2 separate regions of the Zea mays genome follow, and region 1 is linked to region 2. Evidence: chromatin contacts called from public Hi-C data. All regions are on one chromosome and are shown on one strand. The core of a region is the stretch at or near the end of the contact, and the rest is flanking DNA. Distances in the headings are between cores, read along the strand shown. Region 1 overlaps LOC100274180 (Ubiquitin carboxyl-terminal hydrolase-related protein). Region 2 has its middle 10 kb from the start of LOC100382452.

Region 1 (6,059 bases), core at 852-3,351, 110 kb before region 2:
TGATGAACTTTTGAAGGTTGTCATAATGAATGATCAACTAGCTTGTGATCAAGACGTTGGCGGCTGTGGAAAACCGAATCACATACACCACATCCTTTCTACTCCCCCACATGTCTTTACAGTTGGTAAGCCTTTTTTGGCTCTTGGATATTTCAGGCTGCAATTATTTTGCATGTACTTTCATGTCCAGTCTTGCTGTTGTTTGATGAATATTTGACCTCACAGTATTCTCTTAGAATGCTTTATATGTTTTATTATTCCTATAATCGTGTAGGATAGGTTGCTGTATTCTCTTAGTCGACCATCTTCAATTGAGCAATTGTGATCTACTTTGCTTTTTGGCACGTTACAGCCTTGTGAGGGGGTGATCCTGCACTAACACTTCCATGTTCTATGTTTGGTGAGATCATTTGTTGGCATTCTCCTCTACTTACCTATTGAACTTTCGTTTTAGTTTTGGGATGGCAGAACAACAAAGAGAATGTGGATGACATATCTGCAACTTTGGCTGGTATTTCAACTGAGATAGACATTAGCATATTCTACCGTGGCCTAGATCAAGGAAGCAAACACACCCTGGTGTCAGTGGTATGGCCAAGGAGACCCTTTGTTTTATTTTATCTCATTCTTGAATGTGTGGATGGTTTTGTTGATTGTAGTTTTCTTAAATCTCAAAATTATCTTCTTCTGGTATGTGTATTTATACTACTTATGCAGCAGCAAAACCATATGCAGCTGGCCTGTGCTTTTTGCAGGCCCGGCTAGACTTTTGAACAGGTTTAGGGAACTACCAAAATAACTCCAGTTTGAGAATAAAATGATGTCTCCAGCTTGGGATACTATTTGTTTCTTTTTCCAGGGAGCTCATTGTGTTGTCACTTGTTAGTATTATGTCATCAGCTGATTTGGGAGCTTGCTTTCAGTAATTTCGTAAACTGGGAGCTGATAGGATACGAAGCAGGTTGAATATATTTAAGGCGGATAGCAAATTGAGTTCAGCTGCATATAACGTTAATGTGACTGTATTGTTATTGCTGATTGTGGTAAAAAAGGTGTAACATTATTGTCAATCTTTCCATTTGTTGTCAATTTTTTTTCCCATTTAGCTTCATTACTATACCTACCAAATGACATATTTTCTCCATATAATGGATTTACAGTAAAGGTGTGTTGCATTTTGAAGTAAACATCATGTCTTTACATAGTCTTTTATCTAAAGCTGGTGCTTGGCATCTGTCTGTCGATGCAAGGAGCATTAGATATATAACATTATTGCTTTTTTACTCCTGCAGGTTTGTTACTATGGCCAGCATTATCATTGTTTTGCCTTCAAGGATGGACGATGGGTCATGTATGATGACCAGACAGTCAAGGTAACCCAATAACCATACTACTTTGAGCATCCTTTTTACTGTTCGTACTAATGTGGCCCAATTTTGGTTCCATGTTATTTGTGCAGGTTGTAGGTAGTTGGGGTGATGTGCTCGTGATGTGTGAAAAGGGTCACTTGCAACCCCAAGTGCTTTTCTTTGAGTCTGCAAATTAATCATTCTTCAGAGTCGTAAAGTGTTGTGCAGTGGTTAACATGCCCTCAAATATAGGGTTTTTACCTGTGGCCGTGAAGATTAGAAATAGAGTAGCAAATTCGTTTTGAGCGGGGGTATAGAGTAGCAAATTCAACAGCTGCGTTGGTCTCTGAGCTTTGGTCGAGCCCCTCGTAATAAGTAGTCACCTGAGGATTAAAGGAGAGCTGTTTACCCCTCTGTTTTTTTAACCTTTGGTATACTTGCTGAACTTCGGATCCTTCATCTGCCAATGAGATTTCACTGCCGATCAAGTTGGTGGGGACGCATTCGACATGAACTGCCATCCAACAATTCTAGCCGGATCTGCCTAAAGCTCTTCATTATGCACCAGTTATGTATAGAATTTTGTGCTTACAATGAGGTGACAGGTATAGGAGTGTGACTGTTTTGAGGCCAGAAGGTTTAGAGAATGGAAGGAAATGGAATTGTTGGTGCGGTGTGTATCTGTGGAGTACTGTTTGAAAAGAGGAACGATATCTGGAATACGGTAGACTTTGAGAAATCTGTAGTACACGAGTCTATGTAAACAGGGACTCGATGAGATTATGTGAGATGAGTATAGCGATGAATACCAGACTCCTTATCACTACTGTTTTTATAGTTAAATTCTTATTTTTTTTATTTAGCTAAAGATTGCGCGCCTAAGATATAAAAGAAACCGTTGAAGTGACAAAAGACTCAGAGTGGTAAGTCGTTTTATGCCGATTTTTTTTTCAATTCTCTTATCTCTACTTATATTAAAACAGTAGTTTTATGATTCATTATGTGTCTTTAAGTGACGTGGGCCGTTGACGTTAACTTTTAGATGGATCGTGAGAGAATATAAGCCTGACTAGGGACGACAATCGAGCAGGTAGTACACGGATACATAGTTCGTGAATCCATACCCGCGAGATAAAACTTAACCCATATCTGTACCTATAAGCGTTCGTGGGTATGGATCTGTATCCATATTCGTACCCGTCGGGTATCCGCTATCCAGTGAATACCTGTTACTCGCCCGTCCACTACAATTTTAGCATTAAACATCAAACAATAATTTTATTATATTTCAAAATAGTTATCATTCTAATAACATTAAATGATAATTTCAGTATCAAACAACATGTCATGGATAAAAATTGAAAAATAAGAGTTTATGATAATATATAAATTCGGATGACCCACATGTTAGATATTTATTGGGTAACAGGTATGGATACTGGATATCCATACCCGCGAAAAAAATATCCGTGGATACCTTATTATATCCATAACCGTACCCGCGGATATCAAATTCCACTATACCCATATCCAATGGATAATTATCCGCGGTTATTTACCCATACTCGTACCTATTGCCATCCCTAAGCCCGACACGATGTTAAGCGTATGCAACACTTTCGCTTTTGAATAGTCCTGTTGGAGACTTGTTCTCAAATGCTTCAAGAACAAGGCAACATAGAAAATGTTAATCGGTTAAGTCCTTCGTCCTACGAAGCATTATTTCCCTTGGGATATAATGATTTTCGGACGAAGGTCACAAAGGGCGAACCTTTATAAATGCGTTACATATTGACGAAGAATAAATTACAAGAAACATAAAAAATTATGTAGATCATCATATATCATCATTATATATGAATAAAAATAACATTGAATTACAGATATACCTCCAATTTGAAGGAAATGAAAGTACAAGCGTGACGCAAAAGTGAACACCAAATCAGCGTGAACAGTACGGGGGTACTGTTCACCTATTTATAGGCACGGGGTACAACCCATACAAAATTACATACATGCCCTTTACATTTGGTGGTAATTCTGTAGTAATCTATCGAGGTCTAAATGGCCTTTTCATCTTCAAGTCGGTTCCCTTTTCTGCGAACATGCCGAAGCTTTCCTGCTTCACAGCTTCGGCGCTGTGTCAACCTTCGTATCTTTTGAGCTTCTCCCTCTCTGATACGAGTCCGAAGATACCTGCTCACACATTATACTCTAGAAACACTGTTAAATCATGTTTTTGAGGACCTTCGGAAGCCGAAGGCCCCCAACAGTAGCCCCTCGCAATATTAATTTGTTAAAATAATAAATTTAGATTGCGACATGGACGAAGGCTTTAAGCCGAAGGTCCGAAAAAACACCTTCCCTTTGCTAGAATAGCAACATTCACTGACAGGCGGGGTCTTTCCATTTTTACCGCACCGAGCGTATAAATAAGAGCATACCGCGAGCTCATTTGGTACGCTCTCTTGTCACTTGCTCTCGCTCGCTCGATTTTTAGCTTTTGCGCGCTAAGATTCCCTGAGTCTTTAATTTTAAAGCTTCGGCTTTGAAAACAGTTTTTTAGTATTTCCGAAGATGTCTGGAAACAAGAGAGCTGTTGCTGAGACGAAGCTGTCTCTTGATGAAGAGAAAAAGAAAACTGCTGGTGAGACGAAGCTGACTCTTGATGAGGAGAAAAACTTGGGGTTTCTTATAGCGATGTCGAAGACAAACACGGAAAAAATTACCAAGGAAATTCTGGAAGGCTTGTCTGAGGATACTGGTGACAGTGACAATTATGATGTGGACAGCGGTAGCGAAGACTCCGAAGATCGTCCCTGGCGACCAAGCCATTCAGTTTATGGTAAATCAACTATCAAAGAGAATCATCTTGTCAACATGAGAGGAAGGTATTTTCGGGATTTGTCCATTGTGAGGGCCGATGAAGGAGAGAAGACTTGTCCACACCCTGAAGAAAATGAAGTCGTAGTATACCGAAGCTTTCTGAAAGCTGGGCTACGATTTCCCTTGAGTAGCTTCGTCGTGGAGGTGTTGAAAATTTTCGAAGTCTATCTTCATCAACTTACTCCCGAGGCAATTATAAGGCTAAATATCTTCGTGTGGGCCGCGAGAAGCCAAGGTCTGAAGCCTGATGCAAGAAGCTTCTGTAATATACACGAATTATTATATGAAACAAAGCCTTGGGGCAAAGAACAGTACCATAATAACTTTGGCTGCTACAGTTTCGTCTCTCGGTCCGGGGCAAGCTGTCCCGTACCAACCTTTCGGAAGAGATGGCCCGGGGATTGGATGACAGAATGGTTTTATGTGAAGAATGACCTATCAGCACGAGAAGATATCAAAGGTATAATTATGCGTCCTATTTGGCAAAGCTTCGGCCTTCGGAGGCCGAAGGTGGAAATGAATGGAGCTGCCGAAGAATGCCAGAGGGCCTTCGGCGTCATCTGCTCTTTTATTGGAACAAGAGATTTAGTACAAGAGCATATTGCCTTCCGGGTTTGGCCTCTTGCGGAGAAATGGGAAATGCCTCAAGAAACCATAAAAGAGGCCGACGAAGGTGGGCTTGTGAGACTGAAGTACACCTTCAAGTTTGGAGATAAATTTACTGAGCCAGATGATGACTAGCTAAAGAGTATTGAAAATTTAAGTGACGAATTGCTTGGTGCTTATTCAAAGGCCGAAGATACAGCGATGTCAGCAGCCTTCGGAGGCCGAAAAAAGAAAAGGCTGAATCGGGTATTTGATGCAATTGGGTTTGTTTACCCTGACTATTGCTACCCCGTCCGAAGGCAGAAAAGAAAGAACACAACCTCTGCAAAAGAAGAAGCTGCAACTGCTCCTAGCGAGCCAGAGCCTGAAAGAAAGAAAATAAAAGTCCTCACTCACCGGCCGCGGTATATCGAACCAGCTTCGGTGCCGGAGTTTACCGAAAAATCTTCTTCGGCTACCGAGGCTAAAAAGCCAACCAGACCAGTCACGCCACCTGCAGCTGCAGGGATGACCGAAACGGCGAAAAAGATAGAACTAGAAGAACCGAAGATTTCGCTGCCAGAAACAAAAGAAATGGCCGAAGCGCCATCCACAGAAAAAATTGGAGAAGTGAAAAAACCAACTGAAGAAAAAGTACCAGAAATTGTGAGTCCTGCAGTAAATGTTGAGACAATAAAAAACCAAAAAGTGTCAGCAGTGACTCCAAAAAGAAGAAGAATGGCCAATGTGCTAGATGTACTAGAAACAATTAAAACTTCAAGCACACCTCCGAAGAAGGCTGCTGCCATTCCTGAAACGACAACTGAAATTTCTGATAACAAAACTCCAGTGCAAGGGACTGAAGCCGAAGCTGGATCCTCAGAGCCCGCGAAGATAGAATCCTTGGAAACTGAGGAAAAAATAACAAAGCCAACTTTTGTTGAAGAGATCGGAGTCATTGCCCCCGAAGCATCCATCAGAGCTCGTGATTATATTGTTCGTCATGCTTCGGGGAAAAAACTTTCAGAAAAAGAGGAGCAAGAGGCCCAGCATTACGCCCAAAAGCTGAAGTATCCAAAGGGGGCGTTAATATTCAATGGTAGTGGAGAAGAAGACTTTCTGTATTGTCTCCCTGACAACAAGGAAATTTCTGTTTGCCGGGAGATGAGCAAGAGCTTCGGATTCCCAACCTTAGAAGACGGGCTCTCGGTGCTGTCGAAGAACGATTTGGCCGACAGC
Region 2 (5,949 bases), core at 2,659-5,158:
CGCCTGGGCGAGGAGGAGCGCGCGGCCATCCTGCTCATGGCGCTCTCCTCCAGCGTCGTGTACGCCTGACTTGGCTAGCAACCGCGCCGCCCCCCGAGACGCCGCTCCCAAAGGCGGCGAAAGGAGAGGGGGCCCGATTCGCTGGACGTGCGGCATGATCTGAGCCCCAGACAGATCCGTCCGTCTGGATCTATGCTAAGTTTTCCCGGCTAAGTAGTAGCTCGTCGGTTCGAACAAGGCGAGTTAATAGTCCGTGTCCGTGCTAGGCTAGTTGCTCTGTTCCCCCTCCCGTTGCTTGCTGTGTTATTGCCACCGCCTCCTCTAGTTGTAATCCTGCCGCTAGTAGTGTGCTAGTAGTAGTTGTCCTGCTGTAACCTTCTCTTGCAATGTAAGGAGATATTATATGGTTGGTCATTCTTGCAATCCTAACGCTAGTCCTGTGCTCTTGCTGGATCTGGGCGTGCTTTTGGTGGAGATGCCCGGGTGCTCTCCAGCTAGCAGCACAGCGCGCTCCCGGCGGCGTCGTCATCGCCGTGCTGTGATCTGGTGGACGTAGGCGCGCGTGGCTGCTTGTCCGGCATGGTTCGATTTGACCTGCCGATGCTTTCATCTGATGTTGGAGCATCCATCTGATTCGAACTTGCTTGGTTTTCGAAAGTTGAAGCCTTCAACCTTCTGATCTAGGCACGCGAAATGGTCAGCGGCAGGCCAGCATCTGGGCAAGCACGCACGCACCCAGCCAGCCGCGGCGAGTCGGTGGCTGTTTCCTGAAAGGGAAGTCGCGTTCCAAACACTCGACAACGGCGGCGGAGGCGCCGCCCCTCCGCCAGCCGACGCGGCGTTGAAGCCGGGGTTCGGCGATGGATGTGCGTTGTGGTGGGCGAGCTAGGGTGGGATTTGATGGGGGATTTGGAAAGCGCGGTCGCCATTGTTGTGGGAATCTGGAGCATGTGACGAAGTCTGCTCCAAGCGTCTTGCGAAACGGGGTCTTTCAGTTGAACAAGGGAGGATTGCGGGTGATTAGTCGTTGATGAACGTGGACAACGGTTAAGTCTGTGCAGAATACTGAAATACCAAAGGAAAGACTGTTATAATACCGAAAGTCCAATTACAATGTTGGAGATAACATTTTTCTGAAGCCCGTTGTTGGGGACACTGCGGTTCCAATAAACTCCCCTCCGAGGCACCGCTCGAGCTCCGGCTGCTGCTGGTCAGCATCCGGATTCCGGACCCAAGTCCCAACCGTACGGGCAGCCGAGGGCCCTCAGAGATGGGCCGCCCATTAAGCCCATCGCCCTGTTTAAATGCCGTCTCTGCAACTGAGGCCGACGGGGCCCAAGATCAATGGCCAGGCCTCTTGCCACTCCATCCTATTCCACAGACCACGATCAGTGGCCAGCCAGGACCTATATTTCTATCAGGCACAACTACAGCACACGACACGTGTATCTTTTTCCTTTTTACATTTTTTTAAAAAATAATCGAAAATTCATAGATTATAATAAGAAGACAACATTGTGAGTGACAAAAATCCAATTATCTCCTCTAAATCCTTACATCTATCTATGGGTGTTGTCGCTCGGTGGAGCGGTAGGGATGTAAATGTTATTTTTTTTATAGACTGATTCTCACCGCCGGATAGAGGGTACAGGTCTATATCGTTGTGCATGTGAAAAAAAGTTATTGTGAACTGTAAGCTATGAAAAAAACTTATATAGGATGTGAGGCGTTAGAAAGCTAAAAACCAACCGGTGGAAATCACTTAAAGCCACTAAAAGTTATTCCATATATATTTTCATAGTTCCATCCGAAAATCAGTAAAAGCAGGTCAAAAAGTGCTTTCAGTTTTGTACTACCAGAGAGTCTTATTTTAGAAAAAACCGTTTTCTGAACACTATCTCTTGTTTAGCTTTAGAAGGCAAAAAGCCAAAATCAAAAGACAAACTTAACACACCTTTATCCTCTTGAGAAAAAGGTATCTCGTAAAAGTAGTCTTATATTTGACTGCAACGTTTGCTAGTCCATCCGATCAAATACTGACCACAAAATTTTTTTAGCTTTTTTTTTAGTAACATGCATGATATCATAAGATTTATGTATTTGCCGTCTTTCCTTATTTCCCCTTTTCTTTCTTGGAAGGGCATATAAGTTATTTATGTTTTCAGGGGACACATTTTAAAATTTAGAATTTCTTGCAAACAAATACAAATTTCATTTCAAAAAATGTTATTTCATTTTGTTAAAAGAGGAAATTCCAGCCTAAACCCTGGCCGCCGCTGCCGCCCACTACGCCCCCAGCATCCGCGGCCGGACGAGGTCCCCGCCGACGAATGCACGGCAATCCGCCTCCCCTCCCCTGCACCGTACCCCCCACGCCGACAGCTCCTCACATGGGCTGTCCGTGTCCGTCCGTCCCCATGTTTCGTTGCATTTGCGGTGCTCCTCCCCTTGCCTCCTGCATCGTCCATTCCCTCTGCACGACTACCGAAAGAGCGACGCCGACGCTGCTAGCCGCGTGAGATGTATACTCTTTGTTTTGGTTTCGGTTCTGGGCCTAGCGTCTGGACTGGGGACCCATCCCTCCCGGTCCCGGTCACGGCACGTTCGCCGGCCGGTGCACAGAGAGGGCGAGCTAGCGCGGTGCATGCATGGCTTACTACTATATTAATATTGTCTCTCTCCTGCTGCTGTGTAAGGCCAGCTGATTTTTTTTTTTTTTACTTTGTCTGAAACTCTGTGACGGTTCACTCGAAATGGATGTATATATGGCGCATGAACCCGGCACTGCCACACCCACACAGCATCAGTGAATGGTAGCTGCGTACTCCGCAGGTCTGAGGCCTGCTAGGGTCAATGTTTTATCCGAACCGAACCTAACCGTACCTGAGGCGGGCGGTGAATGCGGTTTTCAGACTTTGGGTTCAGTCAGAGCAGCTGACCTGACCAATTTGGAATGGAATGGAATGGAACCAAACCAATCATTGCCTCGCTCATTGGTAGCCACCGATGAACGGATGAATCAACGATACTCGATCTAGATGCTTGAAGCTTCATCATCACCACCACCATCTTTTTTTTTTTGGTACACGCAAGAGAAAACAATAATGGTTTCTGGGATAATGGGGAAAAGGGGGGAATTAATCAATCAAATGGTGAGGTGTGACGCGGGCGTTGAGACGGGTTTGGTGACAGTGACAATGTGCCTGCTGTGCTGGCTGGGCTGCTGTGCTGCCCATCCATGAGCCGCCGATCCATGGCATCACCATATCCCTTTCCCTTCCTGCGCGCGTTTCACGTGACCTGACAAGAAAAATTCTTCTTTTGTCCTCGTTTGGTAGAGCCGCCGATTTTTTAAATTTTCAGAACGCGATCCCAACTAGCAATTTCTTTTTCTTTTCTTTTCTTGTCTTCTCGACTGCACTGGTCGCCGCTAATTGAACAACGGATGAAGGGACATCATCATCATCGGTTGTTATTGTTAGAATATAATATAATATAATTAAATTGTCCGCTCCCTTCCCATCAACTTAAATTTTTAGGTTGAATTGGCAGCTTAATAGCTAGCTATGCATGAGCTCAGCTGTGTACATGTTATGCTATTCAGATGCTGCTACTCCCTCCGTTTCTTTTTATTAGTCGCTGGATAGTGCAAAATTGCACTATCCAGCGACTAATAAAAAGAAACGGAGGGAGTATTTGTTAACCGCTCCAGGGAAGATTCAGACACTTTCGCGCAGGCCAGGCCAGCAGGCCAGGAAACACGAAGCCTTGTCCCGCTCGTCTCGAGTTGCGTTGCGTGAAGCCGCCACCTGTGTCGTCGTCAATATGATCGGATCCCAGACAGCGAGCGCCCCTTCCGCGGACTGCTCCTCCACAGCGCCGGGACTGAGAGCACGGCCGGGGCAGTTCGTCGCCTGTTACCCAACAGCAACAGCGTTTCTCTCCCACTCCCATAGTCCCCATCCCTTCCCACGAAGGCGCGCGGGCCATGATCAGAAACTTCTCTGCACCGGCGCCTTCCCGGAAAAAGACAGCGAGCAGAGAGAGAGAGAGAGACGTCAGGATCCGACAATGGCGTCGGGTGGCAATAGGAGGGTCATCCATCCATCCATCCGAACCAGATGCATGCGCCGCAGCTGGTCAGGTTCCTCCGTTCAGTCTGATGGGACGCCTGTAACTAAATCTTGTTAGGGCGCGCGCGCGTGCGTGCTTTGTTTGTTTCTTCAGAAACAAGGCACGTGACCTTCACATTTCTACCTAGGCGGCGTGGAGCGTCTCAACCTCTTCGTCTTCAGAGCAGTAGATTCTGATCTACTCAACACCTATCAGATTCTGATCTGAGGAACAAAGACATGTGGCCGGCAATAGATCCCGTCCCGCGTGTGCTGGAGACTCTGCCGAGAGAAGATCAATGGAAGGTGTTGTTGGAGGAAGGGTCAAAGTTCATTGTTGGAGAGAGGGACCAATAAATGGGACACTCTTAGTGTTGTCCAAACGGGTCGGGCCAGTCATGCGGCCCGGAGCCCAGCACGAACATGGCTCGACACGCACCCGGCCTGGCACGGTGGCTAACAAGCTCGTGCCGGCTCGGCCCGACACGCGAGCTATGTCGTGCTTGGACCGCATGTGTGGCACAGCGTGCTAGGCCCGAGTACGACCCGTTTAGCCACCGACTCATTCACGGCCCGTTCGGGAGGGAGACAAAATATCTCGATCCTTGCCTCCTCGGCTTTACACCGTCAGTCACACGTAGGGATGGCAGTAGGACTCGTGGGTATGGATAACCGCGGGTTTCGTGCCCGGTGGATATGGATACAGGTAGAAAAACTCACCCACGGGTCCTATCGGGTTGGGTATGAGTAAAATACTTTACCCACGGGTATCCAGTGGATACCCGAGATATCAATATACCTCTTTAAATGTGCTACATCCACTAGAAAAACTCACCCGCATGCGTTGTTGATTAATGAATATTAATTTGTGTTGTGTTAACAGTCAACTGTAATGTAATCGAGACTAATGAGATATTGACAATGTTATGACTGACAACTGTCATGAACTCATTAAGTTTTTATTTTCTGTACTCGAATTTAAATCTATTGGATGTGATAATTATGAGTTGAGATATTGTATCGAAGTTCGTTCTCGTGTTGCATTGGTGCTTAGATGGAAACTAAAATATTTTATGTATTTATTATAACACTGCTCGAATGTTATTTAGTCTACAATAACATATCCATTGGATACCCGATACCTAGTGGATACCCGATGGGCATGGGTACGGGTACAGTTTCTCGCCCGATTAGCTTGGTGGGTATGGATATTTATAGAAGTCTCGGGTACAATTTCGGGTCGGATATTATTATACCCGAACAAAATCCGACCCGCTGCCAACCCTAGTCACACGCCCTCCCATTCCCAGCTCTCTGGCACCGTCGCTCGTCCCTCTCCTCTTACTCCGGTGTTCCCTCGATTGAACAGCTCCGACTCTAACTTCGGCGATCTTTCCTCTTGCTCCGGCGTTCTTGTCGGTTGTGTCACCGTCGAAACCGTAAGTCGGATCTGTCTTAACTCTTAACCCTAAACTGGTGCCCGTCGACAATGACTTTTTTGGTGCTCATGCTTATGTGGTGCTCCTGCTTGTTTTTTATTTTCATTTGTTCTTGCTTTTCTATGATTTGAAGGCCATTGAGGAGCCGGTGACGCCGTGGAGGAGCCGCTCAAAATCCCTAGATGGATCTTGATCCTATCGCTGAGGCGGTGGAGCATGCACTTGAGGATCACAATGTGGATGTTGTTGTCGACATCGATGCGATGGAGCCAACACCGACCATGACCGGGACGGTGACGAGGTCTTCGAGACCCACTGCCACTGGTAGTGGTAGCACTGCTCATGACACCCGAACGAGGAAGAGGCTACCCACGTCCAGGGTATGGGCTGACTTCGAT

What was found. A called contact is a pair of places that touch in the nucleus more often than the background predicts.
Region 1: a Hi-C map of root tip shows a contact between it and region 2, with 2.2 times the contacts expected there. The contact joins two enhancer-like sites. A contact is called at or near these places in 9 of 25 Hi-C or Micro-C datasets (bundle sheath, ear, endosperm and 4 more).

What each region holds. Positions count from the first base shown.
Region 1 is chr1:13,903,628-13,909,686 of Zm-B73-REFERENCE-NAM-5.0, reverse strand. LOC100274180 (Ubiquitin carboxyl-terminal hydrolase-related protein) reads left to right here. Exons shown (of 13, transcript NM_001360559.1): 10 at 1-125; 11 at 455-588; 12 at 1,293-1,373; 13 at 1,460-2,174. The coding sequence ends at 1,546. Among protein-coding and RNA genes, the nearest start is that of LOC100274180, 19 kb to the left of the region's middle. Within about 2 kb of position 2,101, at least 3 of the 20 cell types and tissues checked have an H3K27ac peak or open chromatin away from gene starts, as enhancers often do. A contact at or near this core is called in root tip, where this site is marked.
Region 2 is chr1:13,792,645-13,798,593 of Zm-B73-REFERENCE-NAM-5.0, reverse strand. No RefSeq gene overlaps it. Among protein-coding and RNA genes, the nearest start is that of LOC100382452, 10 kb to the left of the region's middle. Within about 2 kb of position 3,908, at least 15 of the 20 cell types and tissues checked have an H3K27ac peak or open chromatin away from gene starts, as enhancers often do. A contact at or near this core is called in root tip, where this site is marked.